Regions from separate parts of the Oryctolagus cuniculus genome. Here region 2 is linked to region 1. The links are chromatin contacts, called in public Micro-C maps. All regions are on one chromosome and are shown on one strand. The core of a region is the stretch at or near the end of the contact, and the rest is flanking DNA. Distances in the headings are between cores, read along the strand shown.

Region 1 (5,218 bases), core at 907-3,406:
TGAAGAGGGACAAATGGCTTGGCAGAACCACTTTAAAACATGTTTTTACATTCAATTAAAATGTGTAAGTCCCCCAGTTTCTTGACACAAATGTTTTTATTGTACAATTTTAGATAGACTTGGAAATCCTCTTCTCTCCATTCCAATCCTTGAAGGGGTTACATTAATCTTATTTAAAAATTAGGGAAAACAACCACACTCACGGATCTAGCTGGAGAGAGTCAAAACTAATAGTTGCGATGTTTCCATACTTGCGAAAATACTTTTTGAAGGACTTATGAACTTCAGCCCGAAATGTGAGCTCCGAGCAACATCATACAAGCACCAAGTCTCCTCCTGAAATCCATAAATCAATGCAGAAATGTTTATCATAAATTCTTTAATGCAAAACCGAACCATTGAGAAAAGCCCAGGCAGGGAAACATTGGCTTCTGTCCTCCCATAAACACACGTTCAAAGGCAACGCTGACCCTCATGACTGCTCTGGGCGTTCAGAGGCTGAGGGGCAGGCGGCAGCGCCTGCTGCCCGATCCCGGGAGGCAGGTTCGAGGCGGCAAAGTGGCATCTTATTCTGTATCTCCATCCCTTTTAATTCGTCTTGATCGGCTTTCCGTCTAGGACGGCGAACGTCAAAGCACATTCAATTGTATCTGTTGGCTTTTTGAAAACCTCCCTGCTCCAGGCTATTTCAAATTCAACCCAGAACTTTACAAATGACAATAAGGAGATTTAAATAATAATAATAAAACTGTTAAACTCCCCCCCCCCAACTTTTGACCACAAAAAAAGTTCCAAAACACCGGCAAGCAATTTCAACAGTAAATTGATCATTTCAGGCTGGAAACATCCAGTGGACCCTGCTTATCCAGAGCCCCCCAGAGGCTCCGTCTGCCCTGGGACAGCGCCTCGGCACCCTCACCGTACCCCCTTGGTGGCTGGGAGCCGGTGCACAGGCGCGCAGCCGCCACGGGCACCCCGACAGCCTCAGGCTGCCACCTACACGTGGCGCCTCTAGGATTTCCTGACGGACTTATTTTAAAAATATTTACTTTCTGGCAAAAAAAAAAAAAAAAAATAGCTACTTCTTCAAAGTAGTTTAGAAGCCTGGCCAGCCCTGAAGAAAAGCACGCTGCAAGACGCGTCCCTGCCGGCAAATTTCCGACTTCCCCAACTTCTACCTCGCCCACTGCTAGCGACGCTCCAGACGCAGCGTTGGCCGCTTGGGGACCTGCACACACGACCTGGCACGCGGGTGAGCTCTGGCCCAAAAAAATGCGCCCCTCTCCCCAGCCCCGGGCACCGTGAGCAACGCCTTTCTCCCTCGAGGAAATACTTTTCCGAGCTCGCACCCCTCGTTACCAACCTGCGCGGGCCCGTGGGGGAGGGGAGGCGAGACGGGCGCGGGAGCCGCTCTCGTCAGCAAAGCCAAGGCCGGCGGCAAGGGCGCGCGCGGGCGTTCCAGCCGCTTCCTGCCGGGTCCAGCGGCCACTCGGAACAGCGCGGAGCGGACTGGGGCTTCTTCCCCGGGTGAAGCTTCCACGATGGGCTCGGGGGTGACCTCCCCCCCAGCGTGGGCGTGGGCCGCGCCAGGGCACGGCGGGAACCAGGTGCCCGCCCGCGCGCCCCTCAGCAACCACCCAGAGCGAGGCGCGAGGGTTCGAGCCTCAGGCGGGCGGCCCAGCGGGGCTGAGGGACCCGCGGAGAGGGGCGCCCAGGGCAGCGGTGCACGCTGAACTCCGGACCCGGGGGTGGGGGCTGGGCAGCGGAGAACTCGCTCCGGGAGCTGCCGCGTCCACCCCAAACGCACTTGAACCAGCCGGGCGTCGGCCGCGCTCGTTCCTCGACTTCCCTGGGGCGGGGCTGGCCAGTCCCGGGGCGCTCGCCTGCGCGCCCCACCCTGACCCCCGGGGTGTAGCATCGCCCAGCCCAGAGCTTCCCACTCCCGAACCCCCAATCTGAAAGCCGAGATCTAGGGCCGCCTGCAGCAAGGCTCAACTTACACTTCATTTTCTTTTGATTTGGAGAAAATGTCACTGCAGAGGAAAACACACGCGGCGCGCGCGCTCGCACACCAACCCTAACTGTAACTAGGACTTGGGGTGGGGGGCGGCCAGGGCGAGGCCCGCGCGGCTGCGGGCGCGGGGCGAGCGGCGTGGGCGCCCGTGCGGGGATTCCCGGTCTCGCAGCGCGCCCTAGCGGACGCCCTTCCGCTCGCCGCGCCCCGCGACGCGCGCCGGCTCTCCCCGCGCTCATTACAATCTGCAATATATTATTTCTTCCGAAGTATTGACAATGTGTGAGACTCCAGTAACCCCGGAGCTCTTGTCTGGACTCAGCACATTCATTCACATTTAGGGGGAAAAATCCGAATTAAATCCCCGTGACCCTGATTGGGTTACAGTGTCATTTTTTTCCCCCTGGATCCTCTTTTAAATCCACTCCACACTGCTTCTCTGTCTATTACATGCTAATTTAATTTTACTGTGGACGATATTTTCAGCATTTGCTGAGGACAGTAAATTTTGTAGTTTATGTTATTTCACTTTTTATGACTTTTTAACACTTAATAAAATTTTATTAGAGCACTTTTGTGTTTACAAGGCCACAAAACTCTTGGCAGGTTGTCAGAAGTCCTTTTTATTATGATCCTACTGATATACTGCGAGTAATGAAATAATCATGTCCAGAAATGTATCAAAGGCCAGAGGGATTATCCCACTTAATAGCTCCACAGATGCGCCCAGAAGAATGCGGCCCGCGGCTGGATGGGCTGCGAGGCGAGGCGGCAGAAGGCGGGCGGCAGCCCCCACTCGCGTCTTTGCCATTTCGGTTGCTTTCCTAAAAGGCTACATGCAGGGTCATGTGACTTTCCGCCGTCTCAATAAAAAAAAAAGAATTTATTCTATTGCAAAGTGTGCTTTTCTTTTTATTCTCCTTGTGTGGGCATTTAAGGCTGCTCTAGTGGCGGTGGGGCTGGTTCAGCGTCTCCGTGTCAGTCACTTTCCTCTCCTTTCTAAGTGCACTTTTGTGGCATTTAAGCAGGCGATGGTGACATTGGTGTTGAGCCGGGCGGCTTCCAGAGCCAGTGCTGAAGGCGTTGGGAGGGACCCAGAAGGGCTCCAGGTGTGTTCAGGTCCTTTTCCTCCTGCCAGACAACACCTTTTGCCCTTGCTTTTTGGTTTTACTTTGTTTTGCAAAACAGGGGAATGAGGACTTGAGTTCTCTGCTTTCTGCCTGAACCAGAGAGCCACAGCATGCTGCTTTTATTTTAACTTTTTTTTTTTACTATTATAATTTTTGGTAAGACATGCTATGAGAAGAACTGAGATTTTGCAGCTTTTAATTCTTTACAATTTCTTTTCTTTTTCTTTTAACTAGATTCAGGATCACTTAACACACTGGTGTTAAGTCCATGCTTGCTGCAAAAGGAGATCATTGTATGTCCTGACCCTGAAAGCAAGGTGGGTGGCTTCGTTTTATAACTAAATTTTCAGTCTCCAGCTTCCTAGTTCTTTTTCTGTTATTCCCTAAGTAGTGTGCCAAAGTGATGGGGAAAAACAAAACAAAACAAAACAAAACAAAACAATGAGGAATGGACTCGTAGATGGAGTGACTGTGAAATTACTGTGGCTCTGTCTATAGCACGTGTTTGTTGAAACTTTGACTTTGAAAGGACTTTGGCAGTATTTTCCGCAAGAACGCATGTGCACGTGTGTGTGCATGTGTGTGCATGTGTATGTGTGTGTGTGTGTGTGTCTCATGTTCCAGTATATCACGTTCGTATTGGGTAATCTGTCCTTGTTTCAAACGACCCCTGGGAAGCGCGTGCCTCTCTCTGGATCTCCCCCACCGCACACATACGTGCTGTCCCATTTGGAGCTACACAGGGCAGCTCCTGGGGGCTCTTTGATTTCCGCTTCCAGGGAGCGATTTTGTTCTTTGTAAGTCATTTGCTCCTGGTCCAGCCGTCTGCTGTGTGCCTGTGATGGTCTGGTTCTGAGAGGAGCTGATGAGGGCTTGCACCCATCCCTTTAAAAAATTATGTGTTGAGACTATTTGGGAAGCCGTTTTTCTCTTTTAATGGTGTTTTCCATTTGAAAATTTCAGGCAGTTTTTCTTCCCTCTCTTTTTCAAGTGAATTCTTTAACAGAGTTGCAGAACTAAGAAAGGAAGTAATGATAGGCTCTGAGTAAACATTCCTCCTTCCTTCGGATTATTACTGATGGTCTGTGTGCTTTGTCTTTTACCGCAAGAGATACACAGCTTGTCACAGCAAAGGGCTCAGATCTTGGCTGTCCAAATTTCTGAGTGTTTTACATATGGGAATTTATGCCCAAATGCAAGAATCAAGGGGAGCATATTAATTTTTATTCTACAGAGTGACAGCTCAATTTTATAAGTACTTTGTGTCTAGGACAATTTAAATAATACTCCAGAGGCTACAATAGATTTTACATTAGAAATCTATTTTATTAGGTTATGAAGTAAATCTCCCCTAAGATAGATATTTTTAGTTCATGCAGGTATTGTGTTCTTGTGACTCTTGTTCAGAAAGGAGAGAACTGAGTGTAGGTAGAACTAAAGGAACACACCCTGGCCAGTGGCGGGCCTACCTGGTGCTGGCGGCAGGGATCTCACAGATACTTTCTAAAGTCTTCAGTGTTGAAAGGAAAGGGAAGAATGAGTTCCCAGTGCTGGCACCCAGTGAATCCATCTTTAAAAAGTGGAGGAAAGGAACCAAGCCAGAGGCATGAAGCGGTCCCATACATGGACAGGTGCTGGCAGGAGGCAGCAAGACATGGGGCTGGGTGGGCAAAGCCCAGGACGGCTGGCGTCATTCCTGTCCTGTCCTGCTGCGTGTGACTCGTGTAGCTTTACTTCTCCGTGCTCAGTTTCTCCCTCTGTACAATGGGATTGACACGAGGACTCGTCTCCTAGTTTTGTTGAAGAGTTAAAAGAGTTAGTCCATGTAGAATGCTTAAAACAGACCCTGACTGTGTTGGAATCTCCGGGAAGACCAACCTGGCCATCACGTAGCACAGTGCTTGGCACGCAGTGGGTCCGTAAATCTTTGTTGCACGAGGGTTGGGTGCTATGTCATGGACTGTCTTAGATTTTTGGATGTGACACCGGGGCATGCCTGAGCAGTGTCAGCCTTATGTGTGGATTTGACTTTACTGGGAATGCAGGGTTCTGCAGGAGGAGTCGTGTCCAGTTG
Region 2 (5,218 bases), core at 1,118-3,617, 550 kb before region 1:
ATAAAAGGGGAAGTTACTCAGTGGGCTCGAGTTGGCATTTGGCCACTAGAGAGCGCTATTGCTCCACTGTCTGATCTCGTAAAGCTGGACTTGCGGCGGAGTAAGGTTTTGATTAAAAATACTTACAATCTTATTTTTAATCCCAAATTAGGATAAATTTAACCAAAAAATAAACAAGTGTGCACTATTAAATTCTCCAGTCGTGTTTGTTAGGCATAAAATTTTGGCTCAGTTGGGATTTCAGAAAATTTGGATTATAGCACATCTGAAACTATAAAACGTTATAGTAAATCAATGCATTCTATCAAAACAGAAATGTGTAAAAGCGTACGTCTTTATTTACGAAGTAAGTCGTGCTCTTTTTCGATAAATACTGTAGACAGGACGCTTAAATAATTTAAAGAAACTGTTTTTGCTGGAAGAGGAATTGTTGTGTGGTAATGTTTTCTGAATTAGGCCTGAATGTGTAGATAGGAATTTTAAGGTGTTTGGGTGTCTTACCCCAGCCCCAGGAACCTCGCAGTTCTAGAAGGTGCGCTGTAGCTTTGAGATCTGAGCTCAGTTCCGTTTGTTTCCCATTTCATTCCCAAACCCTCTCGCACACCGGGAGACAAACAGCGAAAGAAAAAGTCACAACTACAAAGTGAGCTCCAAAGGCTTTATTGAAAATAGTAATCTATTAATTGGGTATTTGCAAAGTCCAAGTACAAATCCTTAACTGTCAGAATCAGTTCGTTCCGTCAGGACTTAAAAGACAGTTTACCTGGCGACAACCTGCAGGAAAACCCAAACAAAAAGCAAACAGAACACCAACCTTGCCCTCCACCACCCCCATCACAGTCTTTCGCACACCCTCTGTAGTAACTTAGGAATTCAGTGAGGCATGTTTTTATCTTCTCAGATGTCTTAGCTTTACCTTCGCCACTTCCAGCCATTCCCTGTGCAGATTACTGATTCAGACACGTTATGTCCTCGCTATGCCTTTGCTTCTCGACCTTATTTTCTCCACGTGTAAAAATAATCAGTCCGCCCGCTCCGACCTCAGCCGCGCGTGCACGGGCAGGGCCGGCCCCCAGGGCACGAGGGCTGGGTGGAGGCGCTCGCCCGCCGCGTCCTGGGGACCGGCCGCGGTGCCAGACGCCCGCGTTTGGCGTGGAGAGCCGTCGTGGCGCGCTAAGCTGAAGCCCGAGCGCCCCCGTAGGGCTCGGGCGTGGCTGCCAGATCCGTGCCCAAGGACAGGCCAGAAGCCTGGCACCCTCACGTCGCTGGGTGATCTCCGTGGAAGAGGGGCTCAGAGCTTCCACACTTCACCCCGCGCGCTCAAGAACCCACGAAATAGCCCGAGTAGGCGAGGAAACACACACACACACGCACAACCAAGACTCACTGCATTTATTGGACATGAAAACAGGAGGAGAGAGAAGAGTGTGTTGGGGAGCCCGTGCGCGGCGGAAGGCCAGGCAGCTTGGGGAGAGCGGCGAAAACTGGGAGCACCTGGCCGAGTCACGCTCGACTGGCCCGCCAGCCCCGGGCCGCTTCTCTGCCCTAGGGCGCATCTTTTTATTTCGGAAGAAGGGGTAACTTCAGGCTGAGGCCCGCGCCCGCTCTCTCGGCAGCTGTTTCCCAGGCGAGGCTGTTCGCGGGAGATGGGGCCGCCCGCCGCTGCCTGGAACCGGCGTGATCCGCACGCCGGCCCCAGGGCTCCGCGGGTGCACGGGCGGGCCTCGGGCCCCCCCAGCCTGCGCAGGTCCGCGGAGCCCCGGGAGCCACACGTCGCGCCCAAGGCAATGCCACCCACACCGGCGTGGGTCCCCCTTCCCGCCTGGCAACATTTCTGTCCCCTCTTGTGTTTACTCCTTCGGCAATGCTAATGTTTCCACCCTCCACCCCCGCCCGCATTCTCCAGCCTCCCGCCCTGCGCCTGGTACTGACGTCCACCAAGGGTGAAATGATGGAAACTATATTCATGGACATGATTTCCATTAAATATCAATTAACCTGGGAGCCTCAGCCAGGCATGCAGTGCGTCAAGGGTAAAATGTACATCTCATTTCCACAGGGCCCACTCGGCTGGAAAAGCAGGGCTTTGATAACGCCAGGATTTGGGGTCACGCTTGCGGCCTTTCATCAAACCACTTAGATAGGCCCGAACAAACGCACGGTCCGGTCCATCAACACCGCCTGTCCCTCTTCCCTGCGCTGCGCGCGCGTGGCCACAGATGCGAAAGCCACGGCCAATCTGTTAGGCCGTTCCAGCGGCTCTGGGAGGGAGCCCTGGACTCCGCAGCCTCCTGGGTGTGGCCTCCCTGGCTCCCCCAAGTCTAAGGTTCCGCCGCGCCCCCTCCCCGCCGCCTGCGGCCCGCGTCCTCTCGGGCCCGGGGCAAAGCCAGCCCTTGGCAGTGCAGCTTTATGGGCCCCCTTTAAGGCCGGCGGAGGCATCTTCGGGCTGGCGTGAGCCGTCCCGTCGGGCGTCGCCGCTCGCCGCCGCGGATCCCTCCGCGCGCCTATCTCGCCCCCATCTCGCCGCCTCTGCTCGAGCGGCGTGGTGCGAAAATGCCTCGTCGGCGCGCACCGGGGCTGCAGCCGCCGCGGCGGCGGCGGCGGCGGTGGCGGTGGCGGCGCGAGTGTTGGGAGGGGGCCGCGGGGGGGGCGAGGTGAGGGGCGGCGGCGGGCAGAGCGCGTTGTGCTTTTTTTTTTTTTTTTGCTTTTCCCTCCAGAGTGGGGGTTTGTAAGCCGAAGCCAGAGTGTGTCCCCGTGGGCCGGGCGCACTTTTTTTTTTTTTTTTTCTTGTCCCGGTGCGCTAGGGCCGCCTGGTGCCTGAGAGGAAACAGTGAAGGCAGCGGGGCAGGTCACCCGGGGCGTCGGCGATTATATTGCGGCCGAGCCGGCGCGCGCCGGGAGAGGCCGGGCGGGCGGTGGCGCGCGGGGGCTGGGCGAGGCCCCGCGACCCGCGAGGGAGGCGGCGCAAGGCCGGGGCGGCGGGCGCGAGCGCTGGGCATGAACGCCCAGTAGTCGAGCGCCCGCGGCTGCCGGGCCTCAGAGGCGACGCGGGCGGGCGGGCGGCAGCAGCGGCGGCGGCGGCGGCAGCGACGTAGCCTCGCGGCCCCAGCGGCCCCCGCGGCAGTGCGGCCGAGCCCAGACGCGCTCGCTGCCCGCTCGGCCCCGGCCGCCGCCCTCGCCGTCGCCCGGATGAATTCGTACTTCGTGAACCCGCTGTACTCCAAGTACAAGGCGGCGGCCGCAGCGGCGGCGGCGGCGGCGGGCGAGGCCATCAATCCCTCTTACTACGACTGTCACTTCGCGCCCGAGGTCGGCGGCCGCCACGCCGCCCTGCAGCTCTATGGCAACAGCGCGGCCGGCTTCCCGCACGCGCCCCCGCAGGCGCACGCGCACCCGCACCCGTCCCCGCCGCCCGCTGGGCCCGGGGGCGGCCCGGGCCCGGGCCCCGGCCAGGACTACTTCCACCCCGGCGGGGGCAGCGCGGCCGCTGCCTACCAGGCCGCCCCCCCGCAGCCTCCGCCTCCGCCGCCGCCTCCCCCCTGCGGCGGGATTGCCTGTCACGGGGAGCCCGCGAAGTTTTACGGATACGATAACTTACAGAGACAGCCGATTTTTACGACCCAGCAAGAGGCCGAGCTGGTACAATATCCTGACTGTAAATCGTCCAGTGGTAATATTGGCGAGGACCCAGACCACTTAAATCAGAGCTCGTCTCCTTCTCAAATGTTTCCCTGGATGAGACCACAAGGTTGGGATGCATTTTTTTTTTTTTTAAGCGGGGAGAGGGAGAGAAATCTGCTTTCATCTCACGTTCTAGCTTTAAAACTCCCCTTTCCTCTCCCTCTCCCCCTCCTTTTCCTTCTTGTGTAGCCACAGTGGCTCTTATTCATAAAGTAATACAGGCATTTTTTTTTTAAAGTAGAAACCATGTAAAGCTGATGGGGACAGAATAATTGTCAAGACCTTCTCTCTGCCTCTCTTGCCTGCACACCTATATATATCAGCGCTAAAGAGCTTGAGTGTTTCACCCCTTAGACCTGTTCAGAAACCTCCAAGCAACTTACAGAGGCACCATTACACTTTAAAAACCTTTATTCCCCCCTCTTTTTTTTTGTTTTTGTTTTAATCAGCAGCTCCTGGTAGACGGAGAGGAAGACAAACCTACAGTCGGTTCCAAACCCTAGAGCTGGAAAAGGAATTCCTTTTTAACCCTTATCTGACCAGGAAAAGAAGAATCGAGGTTTCCCACGCCCTAGCCCTCACGGAGAGACAGGTAAAAATCTGGTTCCAGAACAGGAGGATGAAGTGGAAAAAGGAGAACAACAAGGACAGATTTCCCATTTCCCGACAGGAGGCGAAGCTCGGGGAGACCAAAGAGGAAGCTGGAGAGCTAGAGGAAGACGGGGCTGGAGGCCCAGCAGATTAACTTCCACCTCCAAGTGTTATCGCAGACGGTTAAAACTAACGGCCAGCCTTGCTGGCGGGCCCCACCTGTGGTCCTCGTTGGAAAAGAGCTTACCTGTGTTGCAAGCTACCTTCATGCCACTGCTCTTGAGATTTCTGCGCTTTGAAAGGAATGTGGGTGTTTTTAAAGTTTCTAGTATCACAGAGAAGCAGTCCTTGAGCTGTCCTATGAAAGGGTAATTTGATACTGACTTTGTAGCCATAGTTTTTGTAATGATAGTTTTTAATGTCTGAACTGGCGATTTTCCTCAACAACGTAAACTTCCTAATGATTAGCACTAATAATTGAGTATAAAATGCTTTATTAATCAATCAAGTGCACTTGAACATTTTAAATCTTTTCTTTATGGTGAGTAAATTAAAGTAAATCTATTAATTTTAAAAAGAATTATGCCTGCAGAATATGTACTTTATATTATTTGATTAAAACATTATTTATGGTTTTCTCTTTCTGCTTTTATAATGCTTCGGGTGCCTTTTGTTTACTTGTAAAAGGGTGTTTTGTTTTGTTTTTAGTACTTTGTAGATGTAATATCTCGGGGAAATGTCTGGGCCAAATATTTGAAAAGCACATGGCAGCTGGCGAGTGAGGGCAGCTCTGCAGCTCCTTTAAACTTCAGGAAAATTGTTGGGCCAGTGACGAAAGTGTGAGGACAACGTCAAAGTCACTCTTCTCTCATCCATGCAAATTATGGCAAATAACTAACTGAAAGTGAACAAATACTTGAAAAACCAATTGTGACATTTTCGCTCG

What was found. A called contact is a pair of places that touch in the nucleus more often than the background predicts.
Region 2: a Micro-C map of ear pinna shows a contact between it and region 1, with 5 times the contacts expected there. The contact joins the promoter of HOXD8 here to the promoter of LOC108176864 in region 1. A contact is called at or near these places in 6 of 6 Hi-C or Micro-C datasets (ear pinna, embryonic fibroblasts, liver and 3 more).

The regions. Positions count from the first base shown.
Region 1 is chr3:64,550,906-64,556,123 of mOryCun1.1, reverse strand. LOC108176864 reads right to left here and starts at 2,156. Exons shown (of 2, transcript XM_017342949.3): 1 at 1,364-2,156; 2 at 1-336. The coding sequence starts at 1,918. The coding sequence ends at 208. It overlaps LOC103348788 (a long non-coding RNA gene), which reads left to right and starts at 1,118. Exons shown (of 12, transcript XR_011387242.1): 1 at 1,118-1,252; 2 at 3,379-3,461.
Region 2 is chr3:65,099,206-65,104,423 of mOryCun1.1, reverse strand. HOXD8 (homeobox D8) reads left to right here and starts at 2,367. Exons shown (of 3, transcript XM_017342946.3): 1 at 2,367-3,748; 2 at 4,131-4,273; 3 at 4,352-5,218. The coding sequence starts at 3,190. The coding sequence ends at 4,426. It also overlaps a transcript of HOXD11 not described here.